Regions from separate parts of the Mus musculus genome. Here regions 1 and 2 are each linked to region 3. Evidence: chromatin contacts called from public promoter capture Hi-C data. All regions are on one chromosome and are shown on one strand. Each heading gives the region's core, a stretch centred on a gene start, on an enhancer-like site or on the middle of the called end of the contact. The rest is flanking DNA. Distances are from core to core; before and after follow the strand shown.

What was found. Promoter capture Hi-C pulls out the DNA fragments that hold promoters and counts their contacts.
Region 1: a promoter capture Hi-C map of pre-B cells shows a contact between it and region 3, with 2.1 times the contacts expected there. The contact joins the promoter of Dag1 here to the promoter of Ptpn23 in region 3. A contact is called at or near these places in 3 of 39 promoter capture datasets (hippocampal neurons, liver and pre-B cells).
Region 2: a promoter capture Hi-C map of neutrophils shows a contact between it and region 3, with 5 times the contacts expected there. The contact joins the promoter of Gpx1 here to the promoter of Ptpn23 in region 3. A contact is called at or near these places in 2 of 39 promoter capture datasets (neutrophils and pre-B cells).

The regions. Positions count from the first base shown.
Region 1 is chr9:108,261,621-108,265,143 of GRCm38.p6, forward strand. Dag1 (dystroglycan 1) reads right to left here and starts at 2,195. Exons shown (of 4, transcript NM_001276482.1): 1 at 2,005-2,195.
Region 2 is chr9:108,337,351-108,340,562 of GRCm38.p6, forward strand. Gpx1 (glutathione peroxidase 1) reads left to right here and starts at 1,730. Exons shown (of 2, transcript NM_008160.6): 1 at 1,730-2,208; 2 at 2,427-2,992. The coding sequence starts at 1,963. The coding sequence ends at 2,786. Rhoa (ras homolog family member A) reads left to right here. Exons shown (of 6, transcript NM_016802.5): 6 at 1-593.
Region 3 is chr9:110,406,588-110,410,131 of GRCm38.p6, forward strand. It overlaps Ptpn23 (protein tyrosine phosphatase, non-receptor type 23), which reads right to left and starts at 1,623. Exons shown (of 25, transcript NM_001081043.1): 1 at 1,447-1,623. The coding sequence starts at 1,530.

The DNA of each region.
Region 1 (3,523 bases), core at 945-3,444, 2.1 Mb before region 3:
AAAAAGTTTGGAGGTTGGTTTTGGGGGTTGAAACTTAGAACTTCACCCACGATATGCAGAATCTCTACCACATAGCTTTAAATCCCCACCCCCACCCCAATGGCTTTAAATCCTTGGTCATTCTTAGACTTTGGGCCTGAACATTCCTGACTTCAGGCTTCCCCTCCCATCAGGCTGGCCATTCACTTTGCACTACCTTTTCAGTCTCCCCTCTCAAATGGCTCGTCCTCCTTCCTCTCAGCTGGCTGACTTTACTACCAGAGGTCTGGACATCTCTGACACTCCCGACATGCCACCAACATATCTCTTTCTAAACTCGATCTAGATTATGCCACTCAAACGATTAAAAGCATTCTCAAGCTCCTGTACCCTAAGAGGTTGGAGCTCCTATGTGCAAAGAAGGCCCAGAGCTCCCACCTGTCCAGCTGGAAGACTCCCAGGCTCTATTTTAAACCATGTACATGTGGTTCCGGGTGTACAAGCCTTTATGTCCCCCAGCTAATTCCTGCTGGCCCTGAAGGCCACGCACGGCTCAGGAAGGCTCTCTTCAGGCTACCATGCAAGCAAGCATATTCTCGTCATGGGTTCTGATTCTCATTCACTGAACCCAAAATCAGTTAAGGACAAAGCAAGATGTATTACATGGGCCCCCAAGTCCTACCCAGAAGTCCCCAGGGAGTAAAGTCAAACATTTACTAAATGAATGCATCTTGTCAAATCAGGTTTTTTAGAATGATGAGGACTTGTCCGGTGACAATTTCAACAGAGGTACATATCAACAATGCTTGCACATTCCCACCCGGTGCTGCCTGCATAGTGCTACTTACTCCTACCTTCACACAGGATCCCACACGCCTTGCAACTAACTCCCTAGTGAGATCTGATTTCTCCAATAGCCCCTATGTCCTTTAAGCACGCTGACCATGTCCTTGACTTCAAGGCAAAAAGAACTTCAATTCTCCATATTTAAACCATCGATCTGTACAACCCGTTACCGTGGAATTCTTTTTCTAAACTAGAACATTCTGAAAGTATGTCTCTTGCTCATTAAGCACAATATATACTAATATGATTGCAACACCCCATCTCCATCAGATTCCAAAACATCTGGAAGCACACCCAACTCTAGCTGGAGTTATGTTCTATAAACACCACCCTCACTTCACGAGTCTGGCTTCCACGCCAAGAACTACTTCTACTCGCTTATTTAGGGAAACAGCAGGCTGGACTCTCAAGTTAGACCTCTAGGCTATAAAGGTACTGTCCCAGACTAGGCGGACCAGTCAAAACTTCGTCATCACCACGAAAACTAATCTTGATGTAATTCAACTTAACAAAAGCTTCTCAAATTGTAGAGATTAAGAGGTGTGTTTTTAATTGCCCGTTGAGTTTGTCAATAAATGAACTTGGGAGTTATAGCAAAGGACTCTGAGTCAACATGGTGTTCCCTCTGGGAACATTTTCCAAATATACTCGCAAGTGAACCTGATTTCCCAAATACCCACTGCAAAGGTAGTAAAGGAGTCTCCCACAGAAGCGCAACCGAGGGGGAGGAAAGAACCCCAAGACTCGGAGCAGCTCAAAGCAAGAGGCGGGGGCGGCGCCCTTCCCAGCCTCTGGCAGGAGCCCCACAGTAGAGATGCCTCCTAACTGGGCCGCGACCCCCACTGGCAACCCGGAGGCAGCCCGCAGGCCGCACACGCCCGCGGCCGATGCACAGGCCCCGCGTTCCCGGGAGCGCGGGCCGGGGCCGAGGCCTGGCCCGTCGCCGCGGCGCGCAGCTCCGGCCTCAGCCTTCAGCTACCGGACGGAGAGCCGAGGGGCGGCTCCGCACGGACGGCGGCGGCGCCGCCTCCTCACCCGCAAGGACGTCCGTGGCCGTGTCCCCGCCCCGGGCCGAAAGGGAGCAGCAGCAGGTGTTCCGCGGAAGGCTCGGTCGGCTGCAGCGGGGATCCCGGCCCCAGCAGGCAGGCACCGGGAGGCAGAGGCGGGAGGCGCACTCACCCAGCACCACGGGCAGGCCGCGGCAGGTGTTCGCTCCTCCGGGCCCAGGGACACCGCCGCCACTCCCCGGGGACTCCGCGCGAAGCTACCGCCGCTGCCGCCCCCGAGCCCCAGGAGCGCGAGCGCCGCGCCGCAGCCTCCGCGCGATCACGTACCGAGCGGTGAGAGGGCGCCGAGCGCGAGGGCGGGGCGCGCGGCCGGAGCCTAGCAACCGCCTGACACGCGAGTGCCGCAGCCAATCCCACGGCCGACTCGGAGCGGCGCCGACTAGCCTTCAGCGCGCGGCCCGCTTCTGCCTGCGTCGCTAGCCCCGCAGCGCGCCGCACCCGCGCACAGGCCCCGCCCCGTCCCGCACCTCTCTGCCCATTGGCCTGTCACGCCCCCGCCCCAAAAGCCACGCCCCGACGTAGAGGCCCCGCCCCCGAAGTCGACCAAGTGGGTCCCGGGACACGCCTTAGCCAGTCCGGGTAGCTGGGAGCGCTTGCTAGCTGGGGTGGGGGAGGGGCACCTTTCCCAACTTCTCCCGAAGAATAAATCGAGGTATGGACAGGCCGGCGAACCGGTCCGGCCACAACAAGCCACCACACAGCTGCCCCCTAATTTCCTTCGAGCAAAACGCAAGCGGTATCTAAACCATTCAAACACTCAGGAAGCGCCCTCCCAATTGCAAAGGAAGAGAGGCCTTGTTACCCTCTCCTTAATATGGATGGAGAAACTAAGGCCAGATCCGGGTGGGTGGGCAGGAAGGTAACCCATTTCTTTAGTGCTGGCCATACAACAGGCTTCCCCTCCCCCTCCTTGGAAAGCTAAAATCCAATGCCTCCTCTGGAGCTCAAAATAGCTCTGACCCGCTAGCACAGGTCACTCACCCCCCGGTGGCCCACATTCTTTAGATGGGTGGTTACTGCTAGAATCTGGCCTCCCCCATTTATGGAGGGTCCTAAAGTAGTTCTTAACTCTCCTGGGCTCACCAGAGGGCCCAAACTCCAGAGACTGGAGATTTAACAAGTTACTAAACCTGACAGTGCATAATACCTGTGGAAATCAGAACTGTGGTAGGCTCTGCTCCCTTCCTAACTGACCCCACACTGCTAGAAGGAATCCATTCCTCTTTGGCCTAGGGCCAGGCTGGAGTTTCAGACACAAGCTGTTATCAGTAAACTCATTCTGAATACAGACCCGGCGGCTACTCAGCCTGGGATTCCTGCCTAAAGGACGGGCAGTTCTCTTCAGAAGAGTCTAGGAGAAAAAATTTTCAGGAAGAAATGCCCTACCTCAAATACCTGTTTGCAATTTCTCAATTCTTACGTGACTAACTCATAGAGCCTAGAAAAGGAAGAGGAACTAAAATCCAGGAGAGCAAGAGCAGGCCATCCCTTGGATGTTAATAAACTGAAGAGTTAATGGCTTCTCAGATTCTGACTTTAAGACTGTACCATTTTAGAAAGGCTGAGAATGAGCTGGCCATGGTTGCTGCCGTCTGTAATCTTTACACTCATAAAGCTGCGACTTAAGGATT
Region 2 (3,212 bases), core at 480-2,979, 2.1 Mb before region 3:
GTTACTGTGTAATTAGTGCCACTTAATGTATGTTACCAAAAAATAAATATATCTACCCCAGACTAGATGTAGTATTTTTTGTATAATTGGATTTCCTAATACTGATATTTGTCATTCCCACAGAAAGTGTATTGCTTCTTTTCTTTTTCTTTCTTTCTTTCTTTTTTTCTTTTTTTTTTTTTTTTTTAAGAAAGTGTATTTGGAAATAAAGTCAGATGGAAGAATTCATTTTTAAAATTCCCATTTTGTCACTTTCTCTGATAAAATATGGCCATATCCCTTATTCAGCCCTATATATCATTCTAGTACCCCTTTCCAGACTGGACTAAGTAGGAATTTGGTTTCCCGCCTGAGGCAGTTATACTTTGGAGGTGGCATAGCCTTTCTCACCTGGACTGCAGGGTCTGGCTCTAAGTCACAGTGCTCCTTTCTCCACACTGTATCCAAGTTGCCTCCCAGAGGAGCCACCAGTTCTTATGGGTGGCAGTGGGTGGGGGTGGGGGGGTCTCTTCTCTCCAGCTGACTAAACATTTTTCTGTACCAGTTAATTTTTCCAACTAATAGAATAAAGGCAGTTTTCTAAATTTCCTGTATTCTCTTGTGTGTTGCTTTCGCCGGAAAGACTCCCCTGGAGAGGCTTCTTGAATGGCACCAGCTCCTCCTACTCCCTCCCTCTTCTAGACTAACCTTTTGTCTCCTCCCAAGAACATGGAAGTGGTTTCCCTGTGACACGTTCAAATCTAAAAAGTGGAGTGGAAGCCGGGTGTGGTGGCGCAGGCCTTTCATCCCAGCACTCGGGAGGCAGAGGCAGGTGGATTTCTGAGTTCGAGGCCAGCCTGGTCTACAATGTGAGTTCCAGGACAGCCAGGGATATACAGAGAAACCCTGTCTAAAAAAGACAAAAAAAAAAAAAAAAAAAAAAAGTGGAGTGGAATGTCATAGAGGGGACATGAGGGGCTGGGTTTTCTGGACTAAGACCAAACTGCACTGGGGGCAGGAATCTAGGACCACTAGAAGCACGTGTTCTGAGAGGAGCTAGGTTAGAGTCTGGAGCAGGGAGTCCTGCACTGCTGTCCACCCTTACAAAAACAACCAAAAGAAATTGCCTTTGATAGCGCTGTTAGTGCTACTAAAAAAAAGTCAGGCATGGGTGGTACAAGCCTTTAGTACCAGCACTCGGGATGAAAGCAAAGAGACAGGTAAATCTCTTGAGTTCTAGGCCTGCCTGGGCTACTGAACAAGCCTTAGTACAGCCAAGACTGCATACAGAAACACTGATGAGATGGAGACACCCCCCAAGACAAAACAAAACGAAAACATGCACTTGGAGTTCCAGGCGAGCCAGGGCTCTGTAGAGACCTTGTCTCAGAAACAAAACACTGGCCACCTGATGCGACGCAGCTCCTCTTGAGTTCAATTCCCAAATTATCACCGAGTGGAAGGAGAGAACCAACTCTGACCTCAACATGCATGCTCCTTCGATTTAATTAAACAATAAGTGTAATTAAACTTATGTTTTTAAAACCCTATAACCTTATGACTAGAAACGTGTGGGTAAAGTTACACAATATAAGGGAGCTGTGCGTGAGCTGCTTTAGCCGTTGTTATTGCCAGAGGCCATCTTCCTAGGCGGGACTCTAGACTAATTAAGAAACGGTTGAGTAAGACAGAGCTGGAAGATCCCCGCCTAAGCAAGCAGCTTCCTTCCAGACTAGTGCTACAGGAGCTAGACCAGACCCGCCCTAGGCACCTCCAGGCGCTTTAGCCCGGCCGCACCCTCTTCCCTGTTCCTCGATGGGGGGAGGGTAGAGGCCGGATAAGGCGGGACCCTGAGACTTAGAGCTGGCTGCCAGCCGGAAAGAAAGCGATGCCACGTGATCTCAGCACCATCCAGTTAAAAGGAGGTGCAGGGCCCTGTGAGCGCTAGTACGGATTCCACGTTTGAGTCCCAACATCTCCAGTATGTGTGCTGCTCGGCTCTCCGCGGCGGCACAGTCCACCGTGTATGCCTTCTCCGCGCGCCCGCTGACGGGCGGGGAGCCTGTGAGCCTGGGCTCCCTGCGGGGCAAGGTGCTGCTCATTGAGAATGTCGCGTCTCTCTGAGGCACCACGATCCGGGACTACACCGAGATGAACGATCTGCAGAAGCGTCTGGGACCTCGTGGACTGGTGGTGCTCGGTTTCCCGTGCAATCAGTTCGGACACCAGGTATATGGGGCGAGATGGGTGGCCTTGGGCTCTAGGCTCCCACGGGCGGGACACCGCTTACTTTCTCCTCTGGTACTACAGCTGGAATGCAGGCCTATCCTCGGTTATACAAGGAGGGCAACTTCCTGGTGACTCATCGGGAAACCTCTGTTTTGCAGTTAAAAAGCACATTCTTTCCGAAATCCTAGCACATAAATAAATGCCTTTGTCTTCCCTAGGAGAATGGCAAGAATGAAGAGATTCTGAATTCCCTCAAGTACGTCCGACCTGGTGGCGGGTTCGAGCCCAATTTTACATTGTTTGAGAAGTGCGAAGTGAATGGTGAGAAGGCTCACCCGCTCTTTACCTTCCTGCGGAATGCCTTGCCAACACCCAGTGACGACCCCACTGCGCTCATGACCGACCCCAAGTACATCATTTGGTCTCCGGTGTGCCGCAACGACATTGCCTGGAACTTTGAGAAGTTCCTGGTGGGCCCCGACGGTGTTCCCGTGCGCAGGTACAGCCGCCGCTTTCGTACCATCGACATCGAACCTGACATAGAAACCCTGCTGTCCCAGCAGTCTGGCAACTCCTAAGGCGGCCCTGGCATTGGCTTGGTGATTACTGGCTGCACTCTGGGGGGCGGTTCTTCCATGATGGTGTTTCCTCTAAATTTGCACGGAGAAACACCTGATTTCCAGGAAAATCCCCTCAGATGGGCGCTGGTCCCATCCATTCCCGATGCCTTTCCACCTAATGAAAGGTGGTTTCACTACTAAGAATAAAGTGCTGAATATCAGAATTGTTTGTGTGTCCTGTGTCATTGTCACCTTTTGGATAGCCTCATAGTCAGGGATAAGGAACTCAATCCCAGAGCCTAAACGTCCCTTTCCCCGCCCCTTATGCTTTTCTTTCTCCCTGTCCCAGGACATGGTTAAGGTCAGTCTTGAGTCGCCGTTACAGCAGAGGCCATACTCCAGAAGGAGGAAGCCAGTAGACAAGGGCAGACTGCCTAACGGTTA
Region 3 (3,544 bases), core at 373-2,872:
AGACAAAAGATCAAAGAATTAGGCTATGTCAGAGAGAATCCTGAATGGGAAACTAAAAATACTGGCTTTACTCTGTAAGACTCTGTATAACCAGGGCCCAATATACTATGTCTTTATCTTCCTCAATTTTGATACATTTTAGAAAAATTCACCTCATAATATTAAACAGAAGATGGTAGCCAGGTGGTGGGCGGTGGTGGTGTACGCCTTTAATCCCAGCACTTGGGAGGCAGAGGCAGGCGGATCTCTGAGAGGCCTCAAACAAAGTGAGTTCCAGGACAGCCAAACAAACAAACAAACAAAAAAAGAGAAGATGGTAAAGAATTAACAAAAGTCTGTAAATTTAGATCAATTGGCTTACTACGCTGGTCTTACAGGTGGGGAAAGGAGTCTGGGCTGGGGGCATATATCTCTGTGGAAGAGCACCTGCCTAGCTTCTTGTGCCAGGCTCTGTCTGGGTCTGATACTCACAGCTTGGACCACCACCACATCCACACACCCGGCACCTGAATGCACCTCACCCTATCCTCAAGCAAGTAGGGCCTGATCAGAGGAAGTGGTGATATGAAGAGAATCCAGGAGGCAAGTCCATCGGAAACTACTTCCAAACCCATTTTCTTTCTCCTCCTTTCCCTAAATACCACGGAGTGGTAAAGGATTCTAGACTGTCTACTCCAACCGCTGCTGTGCTAAATCCCCAAGACTCCTCCCAGCTCCCCACCTGCCCACTGCTGCTACGGCCCTCTCGGAGGTTACCCAGTTCCACATCACCACACCTGATCTCACCACGGAAACCCCTTGCCTCAGTGAGCTCCAAACGACTGCTCTAGCCAGCACAATGACTCATAGGATGCCAAGAGCCCTAGCGTGATTCAAGCCCTCTAATCATCAACAAGAAACTGTCTTTTTGGTTCAAAGGAACTTTGGAACAGAAATTTTGTCAGGAGACCATAGAGAATTGGAGGGTCAGACATCCAACTGCACACAGACACACACTCAGTCACACACTCTAAGAGCCAGACATTCCTATGGACCACTCGGGCTCCGGTCTTAAACACACATTCTTTCCTAGTCCAGTCTTGAACTGGGAGGCCACCAAGGCCCGGGCCTAGCATGGACTCCGTAGACCCTGGACCGCCATCGCTCCCCGCGGGGGCTCCCTGGACATGGAGGAACAGGGCAGAGCTGGGTCCAGGAGCGTCATCGCAAGGAAGCGCTGAACCTCGGTAGAAACGCGGGTGGTCTGGGACAGAAGTCCGGAAGAGGGTCCCCATAATGATGCACTGCCAGTCGGAGAAAACGATGATGTGCCGGCCGGGGAGGGGTGGGCCATCCTAAGGGAAAACGCCTGGCCCGACCTGTGACGGAACCCGGGGAGGGACAGGCGCGCAGGGGGGGCGTCACGCGCGGGCAGACGACGGAGATGCGCGGCGAAGGTGTGCTCACCTTCTTCACCGCAGACTGGAAGTGAAAGTCACCGGCCTCCTTCAGGTCCAGCCAGATCATGGGCATCCGGGGCACGGCCTCCATCGCGGGTAGCGCCTAGCGGCCCTAGGGCCGCTCCCCTCCCAGGTCCAGCAGCTGCTTCAGCCGCGCGCGCAACCCCGCCCCTCCACGCCGGAAGCTGCTCGTCACGCGGAGTGACGCACTCCCCCCGCAGCCTGTTGGGAGGTGCAGTCCGGCCCCCCCACCCCGGTAGTCTTTTTGCACATGCGCACACCTCTTCGCGCATGCTCGGTCTTCTCGCGCGAAGGGTCTTGGGTGGAGAGACGACCCAATCCACGGTGAAGGGGCTTCTGGGAATAGTGATCTCCTCCACTAAGCTTGAGGCTTTGCTGGGATTTTCTGGTTTGCGTAACGTTCTTCTTCCTCCCGGGGGGGCCCTTCAAAAACTCACCCATGAATTTGTAATTCCCAAATCTTGAGAGCGGTGAAGGATGGGGACTAGTGCTGCATAGAGAACGACTAGTGTGATGTTAGGGAGAGGGGTTGTGAAGACAGCCATGAGCTATGCAAACTGTATGGCGGGATGGAACTCAGGCTAAAAGTGCCAAGGGATTCCTTCTGTCCGCGGTTGAGGGGGCAGGAACACTGCTCCACACCACCACCCTCTGCAGCCTGAGGAGTTCTTGATTTTTAGTAGGATACATTGAACAGCCAAGTTAACACCTAAGAAGACTGCGACTCTGGAAGGAACTATACAGCGACGAGCATTTGTCTCTGGAGACACCTGTGAAACAGGAATTTTAAAGCTGTGTTGTGTGTATTGTTAAATTTTAGACATAAATAATGGAGACACCCCGGAGATTGAGGGAAGAGACTAGGTCATTTCAAGGCTGGACTGGGCAACATAACAATACGTTGTCTCAAACAAATTTTAAAAATAAGGAAACGGAGAAAGTAGTGAGTGACCTTTTGTAGTCTTCTAGGAGACCGGTGATTGTGGCTTTGGGTGAAAAAGGCTTTAAAAAAAAAAGTGGGTAGATAATGCACTTTGAGGAACATCTGAGAACTATTTTGAAAAAAAAGTATCCTAAGTTGGGGTGGGTACATGTTAGGGAATGAGATCAAAGTTGATTTCCAAGTTTCTGCCTGGTTTAGGTGGATAGCTGACAGGCTGTTACCTGACATGAGGAAATTGGGAGGAACATGTAGAAGGGAGCGCAAGACTTCAGGTCTAGTTTGTGTGAAGATGAGGACAGATGCATTTAGAGGCAATGTAGAGCCCGAGAATAAAGACTCTGGATTCACAAGACGGGTTTCCCCGACCCAGGTAGGGCCCACGTCCTCTTTGTAGAAGTAACAGACATTTCCATACTAAAAGTATGTTAGGGTCTAGAGAGGTGGGTTGGTTGTTAAGAACACTGGCTGCTCTTCCAGAGGACCTGGCTTTGATTTTCAGCATCTACATGGCAGTTCCCAGCAGTCTATAACTCCAGTTCCAGACCTTTAGTCTTCTTCTGGGTTCTGTGGGCACTGCACACATGTGGTACACAGACATACATATGTGCCAAGCAAAACTCCTATACACATACAATAATTTTTAAAATGAAGTTTAGCCAGGCGGTGGTGGCGCATGCCTTTAATCCCAGCACTTGGGAGGCAGAGGCAGGTGGATTTCTGAGTTCGAGGCCAGCCTGGTCTACAGAGTGAGTTCCAGGACAGCCAGGGCTACACAGAGAAACCTTGTCTTTAAAAAAACAAAACAAAACACAAAAAAATGAAGTTTAAAGAGTATGTTAAGCTGGGGGGATGATTTGGAAGCTAAGGTGTTGCCACACAAACACGGGAACAATCTTGGGAATCAACCTAAAGATAGGAGGATTGAAAACTGGCTGGACAGAGTTGTACACCACGGCCTGTGTGTGCCCCCCCCCCAATTCATTATGCAGAGACACGATAAAGCTAATTTTTGAGAGTCGGAAGCCAGCTAGTGCAGCTGTCCGTTCTGTGTCTCTGCTTTCTGGATGCTCTGAGGCGAACTCGGCCATCAAGGTCCTCCCTACGATAACCCTTGAAGCTATGAGGCAAAATGCCTTTTAAT